Linked DNA regions of Oryza sativa: region 1 is linked to region 2. Evidence: chromatin contacts called from public HiCAR-type data. All regions are on one chromosome and are shown on one strand. The core of a region is the stretch at or near the end of the contact, and the rest is flanking DNA. Distances in the headings are between cores, read along the strand shown. Region 1 holds the start of LOC4337958 (probable cellulose synthase A catalytic subunit 1 [UDP-forming]). Region 2 holds the start of LOC4337942 (phospholipase D alpha 1-like).

Region 1 (4,930 bases), core at 772-3,271, 310 kb after region 2:
CACTGCAAAGCAGCGTGTATAATATAAGGATAGGTTGTCCATACATTTGCATATCTTCACCATTTGAACCAGTCCCTTCCATGTCTCCCCCTCTTGCCTCTGGATATTTATTAGCTACCTGCATCATATTTTTGTCCTGCTTGTTCCTCCAGCTGGCAACTCTTTCTTGCCAGTCAACACTGTTAATCCCATAGGAATTCAAGTCCTTGGAGGGGTCCACAATCCTCACAGGAACTGGAATCATAATAGAGAAATGTTAGCACTTTCCAAACCAATGTTTTTCCCAAGGAGCAATTTATGATGAGTAAGAAAAGTACCTGGAACACTTGGATCAACATAGCTTGATGTTCCGCTGCGGATAGAATGGCGATCGGGGGAAGCATCAGGGATCTCTCCTGAGATCTGAATGAAAATATCAGTTTGTCAGTACCCAAGAGCACAGCATTCTTACAGAAACAAGTTCACTGATACAAGTGAGAACTTATATCATGTTAAACTGTACCTGTTGCCCACTTGTCAGACGGGGAATCCGATGTTGTTCGTGGCGAGAAGATGAAGACAGGTCAACATCTTCCCCCTGTCTCTGTATCTGCCACTCTGGACCTTTGCCATTGCCATGCTTATAATTGAATTCATTGTCCAGGTCATCAACATCTTCCTCCTCCTCATCGCCCTGAACTCTAGGGCTACCTGCATTTTGTCCAAGGCGGCAAAACAATCACAGTATACATCAATCATTTGTCTTTATGGAATAAAAGACAGAGTTGGTAGTCTAATTTTATATGTGGATACATAGATATGAAGCAAGAATCAAACATGAACTTAGTAATGATATATTATATGACATATAAATAATAGAACAGTTGTACAGAAACCAACCTTTGTGCCTCTTGTATCTAGTCTTGCACTGGGGGCAGCACTGGTTCCCTTCCTTGCGCTCGTACTCGTAGCAAGGGCGGCAGACCGGGAAGGCGCACTCATTGCAGGCAACAAAGACGTCGCCGGTGGCCGAGACGCCAACAGTGTCGCCACAAATCTGGCAGACCTGACCATTCACACTCTTCCCTGGCTTAGCCTGCATCAAGCAAGAAAACGACAGTTAGTACATGCCCAAACGGAACTACAGAACTATTAGTAATTAATCACTAACTAAAGAACCATCTGCTTCGCTTCAAGTCGAAACCAAGGTCCTAAAGCTAGAAATGGAGGAGCTCTACAAAAGCTGGGCATGAATTCCACAGTTCTAATGATTCAGCCTCTGCGTCATCAGTACTAACCAAGCTGAGATCTAACACATCAATGGCACCTCAAATGCTACCCGCGAAGCCTAGACTGGGGAATTCCGGGAGCTGCATTGCTCTAGCTAAATCCCTACAATTCCACAACCACCGGACATTTCCTCACATGAGGATTACTCACTAACAATTCCACACAGGAGGACACTACAATCGCCCGCGCCAAATGCACATAGGGAAAACTGCGGGGGAAAATCCCCGAGCCCAGCACAAAAAAACAAACGCAATTTTGCGGGGGATTCGATTCGAGAGATGCGCACCCAACACCACACTCACTCCCTCTCCCCTCACCCCAGATCCACCACCGACACGCTCTCATCTCGCTCGCTCATCGCACGCACGCACGTACCGGCGGTGGCGCGTCGCCGTCGGGGCGGATCATGACGAACTCGTTCCGGTTGCGGGATCCCGCCACCATCCCCGCGTTCGCCGCCATCCTCCTCCCCTTCCTCCTCCTCCTCCACTCACAGCGAGAAACGGCTACGCAGCTCGCAGATCCGCGCGCGCGCGGCAAGCCTAGATCGCGGCGGCCGCCGGCGACACCACCATTCGCCGCTCCGCCTCCAGATCTGCAGCGCCGCCTCCTCCACTCCCCTCCTCCTCTTCAGCTCGCGCTCCACTACTTCCTCTCGCCTCCTCGTCTTCTCTTCTTACATACGCGAGACACGCTCGGGTTGGTTTCGCTTCAGTTGGTGGGAGTCTCGCCACCGGCTACCGCCGGTCACCCGGCTCGCCTCCTGGCCGTCGGATGAGATGAGGGGGAGATATCTCGGCCGTCGGATGAGGGGTGGAGCTGGGCACAGGCTGTCACCCGCTGACGGGGTGGGCCCGGGTGACCGGCGGTAGCGGGTGGATCTGTCGGCGCCTCGGCGGTGGACGGGAATGCCCTCCTACCTGCCGCTACTCTTTTTTTTTTGTGGTGTTTTTTGGAGGTAGGAAAGGGGGAAAGAAATGTGGCATGTGCAGCAAGCGTGTAACATGTGAGTTGGCATCAAATCGATGGTGCTGTGATTGGTGGATCGAAATTATATGGTGAGAATTATTTGCATTGCCAAGCATTCTGTGATATTTGCAGGGAAGTTAATTCAATTCTTAATTATAAAAACATTGAGAACTTATGTTTCTCGAATAGCAGATGTAATTTGTGTATTGGTCTAGTTTTCTGCAATGTTTTTCCGTTCTAAACATGTTTTGTTTTAATTTGCCACAGTATATATAACACTTATTTTGCTGACGTGGACAAGAGAAAATAGTTGTTTCTTCATGGAGAAGATATACCTCGAGCACATGACAGGAAAATATGAGAAAAATTAAAGAGGAATAATATTAAGTGCAACATTGTTAGTTGTTTTGCATACCAGCTTTTAAGTAGTTTTCTCCTATATCATCAATAATATTACAAGTTTGAATATTCTCAATGCTTTGGATTGTCATTCTTAACCAAGGTTGATGCTAACTTAAGCTTGTGCATAATATAGACTTGGTGCATTATTTGAAAATGGAAAGAGGACCTGGTTAGGGGCTCGAGGATTGAAAAAAGAAGTGCATTATTCACATGATTAAAACTATTCCTCTTCTGATTTAGGGGTAAGCAATATCTTATATTAATTTGTTTGCACTCCCTGAATCGATTAATAAATCTTTTATAGAACCTGCTGTGCTTAGAGTACCTAACACTCCTCCCAGGAAACTAATTTTCTTCTTGCCGTTTCATCGACCGACAAATGCAACGTTTTGGCACACATCATTACGGTTTTCCACCTTACCTTGGGATTTATAACAAACAACAAGATTGTAGTTCTTTTTACTTATTTACACCATAAGCGTATAGTACATGCTATGCAATTTTTATTTAAATTTACAGCAACTAATATATAAAATCACTAAAATAAAAGTCCCTGGCTCTCTTTACTCCACATCCCATATAGATAGCTACTGAACTCCCCTTTGTTTTCATCATTGCACCTCAAAGATTCACAAACTGAACATAATTAATTTGTGATGCCAGATGTAGATTAATTAAGCATGCATTAAGAGGAAAAAAAATCAGACCAGATTATAGGGAGCCTGTCACTCCAAAGTTAACAAGAACAAATGAGATGTGCTGACTTGTGCTTTGCAATAAGCACACTGTCAGGTAAACCGTTCTTGTCCCAATAATGGCGGTTGGGCTGCCACTGTCCTGCCCGTCGGTGGCCTCTTTTCTTTATTGTTACTTGCAATAATCACTAATATATATTTTTTCTCCTTCTCTCTCTCTGTAATCTCTCCTAGTTTCTTTTTGTTCCTCTAACCAAATTGGAATCTTCACATCGCATGCATGGAAAATGATTTGCCATCGGCTTGATGGTGCTGCTGTATTTCTGTTACACTGTTCGACACGAAAACTTCAGTTTGGTTTGGTACTGTTGTTGTTCATCATAAACCCTCACTTATTTTACTTCTTTTTTAAAAAAATAATAAAAATGGGTTACATCTCCGGCCTCTGTCCATAGGCATACAGCTAAAAAATACATCTCACTTATTTTACTTCTAGGATGCAGTAACAAATACATAGTAGAAAGTGTTTTTTTTTAAAAAAAAAAACTAGTTGCAAGCCATGTAGCAGTGAAGTCAAAGAAACTGACTAAACATGACAAAAAAATTTCTCTTAACTTGCTAAAATCTATCTGGTGATTTGTGAGGAACAGCATGGAGGTTCAGGCTCTACTTTGTCTGCCTCTTTTGCCCTTGATTACAACAGTGGTACTACGTACTGTAGTGGCTGGGATTATGCTGCAACAACTAATTGAAGTATTAAAACGAGTGTTGCTCTTGCCTGCAGCCTGGTTGATGGTCTAGTCTAATTAACCCGTGGATTAGTATTAGTCCTGTCGATTATTAGCTGTCTTGAGGCCAGGGGCAGCAACCACCGCTGGTGACGCTAACGTGTCTCTGCACCGCTGGTCACATGCGAAGTTGGGGCAAAAAAAAAAAAAATCAAGGGCAGAAACGCAACGTGGGGGAATATTCAGAGTTGTCTCGTGTACGTACTCTACTACTCTCTGAAGAACAGAACTGGACAGTGTACAGAACGGTCAGCATCCAGTTAAGTTAACTGTTTGTACGCAGAACTGAAGAGGAATTTCTTCGAGCATGTTGCTGTAACTAATTCTTGCGTGTGTATCCCCAGAGATCTGTGTATTTTTGTTTAGAAGAAGAATAAGAGAGGGAGAAAAAAAAAGAGTGGTCATCGGTTTGATTTTGAGTAGGGTATATAAACTGGCAAGCAGTTTCTCTGTGTGATGATTTTTCATTTAATTTAAGTTTATGTGATTCAGTTTCCTTCTCTAGTTCTCTTGAGTCGTCACAAGAAAATAATTTGGAAAGAGAACGGAAGCAAAGCAGAGAAGACGAAGGCCTCATTTGTCCTTGCTTAGATGGACCGTTGCTTAGATGGACCGTGATTTTAGCTTATGACCCTGAATTAGGAATAAGTCCACCTTGACCCCCTTCATTGGTGGTCGAATCTAATTCCTATCTCTGAACCACAGTATCGGATCTTTAGGTCCCCAACTATTAAAACTAGTGTAATTTAATTCGCTTGGTAGTTTTGGAGGGCGGTTGCGCTGACGTGGCGTCTATTTGGCGGTGTT
Region 2 (5,166 bases), core at 2,492-4,991:
CTGGATGGCGTGGGCGATGTCGGTGTACATCATCTCCATAGTGCGGCGCTGCCAGTCAAGGATGGCCTGGACGGAGCCGCTCTCCGGGATGCCCTCCGGCCACATCGGCACGACGACGTAGACGGTGAAGCGCTCGCCGGCCTCGATCTTGCTCACCACCTTCATGGAGAGCTCCTTGGGGATGAGGTGGAGCGCGCCGACATCTTCCGGCTTGACGCCGTCGTTGGGCTTCCAGCAGTAGGAGCTCCCGAGGAAGTACTGGTTCTCGATGTAGATGAAGCTCCGCGCCCTCCTAATGGCGGCGATGTAGGCGTCCTGGATGCTCCGGTCGATGATCTGGTCCTTGCCGCTGACGAGGCCGGCGCGGGCGGCGTCCTCGGGGGTGTCCGGGAAGCCGAACGCGGCGCCGCCGTCGATGGAGCGGAACAGCTGCACGTTCCACGACTCGGCGTCCTCCGGGAACATCGCCGGCGACGGCGGGATGACCGTCTCGGCGAGGTCCCGGAGCTGGACGAGGAGGTCCTTGCCGCCCTGCTTGCGCCACCGCTGCTCGAAGTTGTAGAGCACGTCCCACGCCACGGGGCCCTCGAGGCGGCAGTGGATGTCGTGCCACGGCTCGCGCGGCCCGCCCTTGGCCACCGTCGCCGTCGCGAAGTTCGGCTGGTGGAAGTCGTCGTGGTGCGCCGTCCCCAGCGTCCGGAACAGCGAGTGGAACGGCGTGTCGTACCTCCCGTCGCAGAGGTCCAGCCCGCCGACGAAGCTCACCACCCTCCGCCGCCCGCCGCCATTGCCGCCGCCGTGGCGCGACGACGGCATGTCGTGGTCGACGACGACGATCTTCTGGTGGTGCGTGAACATGGTGGAGATCTGCAGGTCCTGCACGATGCTGCCGGAGTCGTCCGGGTTGCGCGGGCACAGCACGCAGTTCACCTCCGTGCCCTGGAAGTAGTTCATCGTCTCCTCGTCGTGCGTCGCCATGAGCCCGTCCTTCTTGAGCATCCCCACCGACGTCCGGTCGTCCCACACCAGCATCAGCACCCTCACGCCCTCGCCGGCCTTCTTCTTCAGCAGCTCGCCGAGCGTCACGCCGCCGCCGGGCTTCGGCCGGTCGGCGTCCCTGATCAGCGCGATCTCCGTGTACACCGACCAACCAGTGATATAGATAAAATGCCTCGCGCCATTGATGGCGTCGAAGATGTCCTCCCAGCACCGGTGCGGCTCGTAGCTCCGGCCGCCGTCGAGCGGGATCCGGGGGATGAACCCGTCGGGGACATGGGCGTCCTGGTACAACGTCACCTTGCATCCTTGCCGCTGCGAGAAGAAGGTGTAGGGCACGCCGGGGTACTTGCCGCTGCGGACGCCGCGGCCCCAGCTCCGATCCTTGGAGATGTCGAAGTACTGGAGCTTGACGTGGACCTTGCCGCCGCCGTCGCCGATGGGGGTGCGCGCGTCGGTGTCGTCGCAGAGGGGGAGCCAGCGGTCGACCTCGTCGCCGGCGAGGACGTCCCGGACGGGGAGGTAGCCGACGCCGAGGAGGGAGGCGCCGATGGGGTTCTTGGCCTTGAGGGTGAAGGCGACGTGGGTGGCGAGGTGGGCGCAGTAGACGTGGAAGGACTCGTACCAGCGCGGCGCGGCGGTGTCGTCGGCGAGCGTGCGGGTGCGGCCGACGCGGGCCTTGTCGAGGCCGATGGTGGCGTACACCTTGCTCGTCCCCTTGCCCACGCCCACCGTGTCCTCGATCCCCTCCACCAGCTGCGTCACATTCGCGCAAATGCAAATGCAGCTTCATCAGTACTCCTACAGTTTTCTAAATATTTGACGCCGTTGACTTTTTTAAATATGTTTTATAGTTTATCTTATTTAAAAAAATTAAGTAATTATTAATTCTTTTCCTATCACTTGATTCATTGTTAAATATAGTTATATATATGCATATAGTTTTACATATTTCATAAAAGTTTTTGAATAAGACGAACGGTCAAACATATGCTAAAAAGTCAATGGTGTCAAATATTTAGAAATGGAGGGAGTAACAGATTCTGAGTGAGGATATTTAAATTTGACCCTTTTTTTATATCTCAGTTTGTAAGTTGATTTTGTGAAGTGTTGTATATATGCTGTATGAATGTTGTCAAAAGAATTTTTCATAATTATTTGAATGGGTTTTTGACAAACAAGAGACATCATCTCGAGGGATCAAAAGAGTTTACCGAGGCAAAGCATTGCAAGCTATTTTTTGATTTGATTTGAAAAATATAAATTTCAACAAAACACTAGTACTCCCTCCGTCCCATCCCTCCGTCCCAAAAAAAGACAAACCCTGGTTTCCGTGCCCAATGTTTGACCGTTCGTCTTATTTGAAAAAATTATGAAAAAAATTAAAAAGACAAGTCACGCACAAAGTATTAATCATGTTTTATCATCTAACAATAATAAAAATAATAATTATAAAAAAATTTCATATAAGACGGACAGTCAAAGTTGGACACGCAAACCTAGGGTTTGCCTTTTTTTAGGACGGATGGAGTATGTTTGTAGACTAGCTCGTCCTATAGATTGAAAATGTATGCACATGATGATGCTACTGATGGTAATTTCAATATGATTATGACTCGAATATCGCCGCACACATTTCCATTGGATAGAAGAGAGAAGAGAGGATTAGCAAAAAAAAAAGGAATAGAATTGGACTGTAGCAAAAGGAGCAAATCACGTTCATGCATGAATGGATGGCAAGAACCACTTCCGGTTATGACTGTTAAAACAGGCACCAGCTAAAATCTAAATTATAAAACGTTGATTTCAGTTTTTATTCCATTATAGTCTATTTTCCAGCATTGCTTTCTAAAACACAAACAACACACATATATAAAATAAAATCATCACCATAAATTATATTCGGTTGCTTTCGCTCATTTTTCCATGACTTATCAGCCATGTCTCAAACGATCAGGGTAAAACACTAGACAACTCGTTCGTTGTACACGACTTGAAAGTTGAAATCAATACGGCAAATAATATACTCCCTCCTTACTTAAATATTTGACGCCGTTGACTTTTTTAAACATGTTTGACCATTCGTCATATTTCACAAAAGTTTTTTCAATAAGACGAACGGTCAAACATGTTTAAAAAAGTCAACGGCGTCAAACATTTAGGGATGGAGGAAGTATATACTGCATGGGAGATCTAAGTAAGTCCATGATGAAGGAACAAGCAAAGGACCTTGCGGAGGAACTGGGGCGCTTGGGAGCTTGGCCTGCTAGGGTTGGAGAGCGATTCCGCCTCGAAGATGGTGACGTGCATCGTCCCATGGAGCAGGATCTTCGCCATTGTTAGATTAAACTATCTATCCCTCAACACGATCTCGATGATCACCCCTGCACACATACAAAAAGGGAAATTGTGTTTACCATGATGCAAAATCTCATGCTCGATCATAGACAAGTTCATGGCTAGAATCTATACATAAATCCGTCAGATAAGAAAAAAAATAAAGATGATTAATTATCTGCAATGGCGAACGCACCGATTGATCGAACAGAAGGAGAAGGAACAGGGAGAGAAGAGGAGATAAGGAGGAAGAAGAGGAGGAAAGGACGGTGAATTAATTTAGGAATTTCTAGGGAAGGTGATCCGATCATCCGAAAATAGGAAGTCTAGTGTTGCAGCGGACGGCGGAGGCAACAGGGGAGCGGAGCAGCCGGGCATCCACCATCCATCCATCGCTGCATTTTTTTTTCTTTTTTTTGTCCCCGGTTGCGCCGCGCCAACGTGCTGACATGGAACATCAAGCCCTGGAGTTTGTCTCGCCGAGCATCACCAAAGGTCCTCCTATTTCATCCTCAAAACTGATTTGGAGAGATTTTAGTTAAAAAAAAACACTCCAACCCTGCTACCTTACATGATTTTTGGAGTGTACAATAATTTTTTCAACCATAGCACACCTTCTGCACTGTATCAAAAGATCGAAAACGGAAGAGTCCTCTTCTTCGAGAAGAGTTTTTCCCGCAGCAATGCCCAGACAAGCAAATAATACTAGCAAATTCGCAAAACAATATCATAGCAAACAATATGTGCGGGTTGGAATACTTGTACATAAGTAGTAGTATTAAAAACTTGCAACACGCGGAAGGACAAGGGCCTTTAGCCTAGTGGTTACAAGCCTCAATAGCACCTTAGGTCCTAGATTCAACTTTGCGAATTTTCTAATATTTAACGGCTTTGTGCTTTCAATGGTAGGCGACGTACTCGTCAACAGCGAGGTGCCTGTGGCAGGGTTTACATTACCGGTTGACCACTAAATTTCGAGTCCCATCGGTATCACAATTTTCGATAAATTTTAACTAAATTTAGACCAAATCTATTGTTTAACCTTCGAAATTCCAATTGAAACTTAATTCCGAGCCATGTCGAAACGTCGAAATTTCGCGGACATGTGTCAGTGTGCGTGTCCCCATGGGAGCGAATTTTCCAGGATTTAATGGACCTATGTGAGTGTGCGTGTCCCCATGTCTTCGAAGATGCTCATAGGGGTAGGGTGAGTATACATGCGTTGTGAGTGTATACGTGGTATTGTGTAGTTCTAAAAAAACTTGCAACACGTGATTTTTTTCCCTTTTTGCACAAATATCGATGTGTTCTAATGGTACAGAAATCAAAATTACGATGTAGACAATAAGGGCATGTTTAGATCCCCTGTCAAAATTTTTCACCCTGTCACATCGAATGTTTGGACACATGCATGTAGTATTAAATATAGGCTAAAAAATAATCAATTGCACAGATTGCAACTAATTTGCGAGACGAATCTTTTAAGCCTAATTGCTCCACGATCTGACAATGTGGTGCTACGGTAAATATTTGTTAATGACGGATTGATTAGGCTTAATAAATTCGTCTCGCAGTTTACAGGTGGAATCTGTAATTTGTTTTGTTATTAGTCTATATTTAATACTTCAAATGTGAGTCCGTATATCCGGTGTGACACGCCAAAATTTTTCACCGTTGGATCTAAACACAACCTAAGTTTGCAATGTAACTAGATGAACCCTGCATGTTGCTGCAGGAGTTTTGTACGATAATAGTAGAAATAACACGTTGGATAGCTAGATGACATAATTTTATATATTTTATATAATTTTCATATTTGATCAAAATTTTTTA

Evidence for each region. HiCAR-type assays count read pairs that join an accessible place to other places.
Region 1: a HiCAR-type map of leaf shows a contact between it and region 2, with 2.5 times the contacts expected there. The contact joins the promoter of LOC4337958 here to the promoter of LOC4337942 in region 2. A contact is called at or near these places in 1 of 15 Hi-C or Micro-C datasets (an unstated tissue) and 1 of 4 datasets of contacts at active chromatin or transcription factors (leaf).

Annotation. Positions count from the first base shown.
Region 1 is chr5:4,588,473-4,593,402 of ASM3414082v1, forward strand. It overlaps LOC4337958 (probable cellulose synthase A catalytic subunit 1 [UDP-forming]), which reads right to left and starts at 2,022. Exons shown (of 14, transcript NM_001402501.1): 1 at 1,645-2,022; 2 at 880-1,075; 3 at 503-690; 4 at 318-402; 5 at 45-234. The coding sequence starts at 1,731.
Region 2 is chr5:4,275,691-4,280,856 of ASM3414082v1, forward strand. It overlaps LOC4337942 (phospholipase D alpha 1-like), which reads right to left and starts at 3,742. Exons shown (of 4, transcript XM_015784677.3): 1 at 3,530-3,742; 2 at 3,226-3,380; 3 at 1-1,752. The coding sequence starts at 3,333.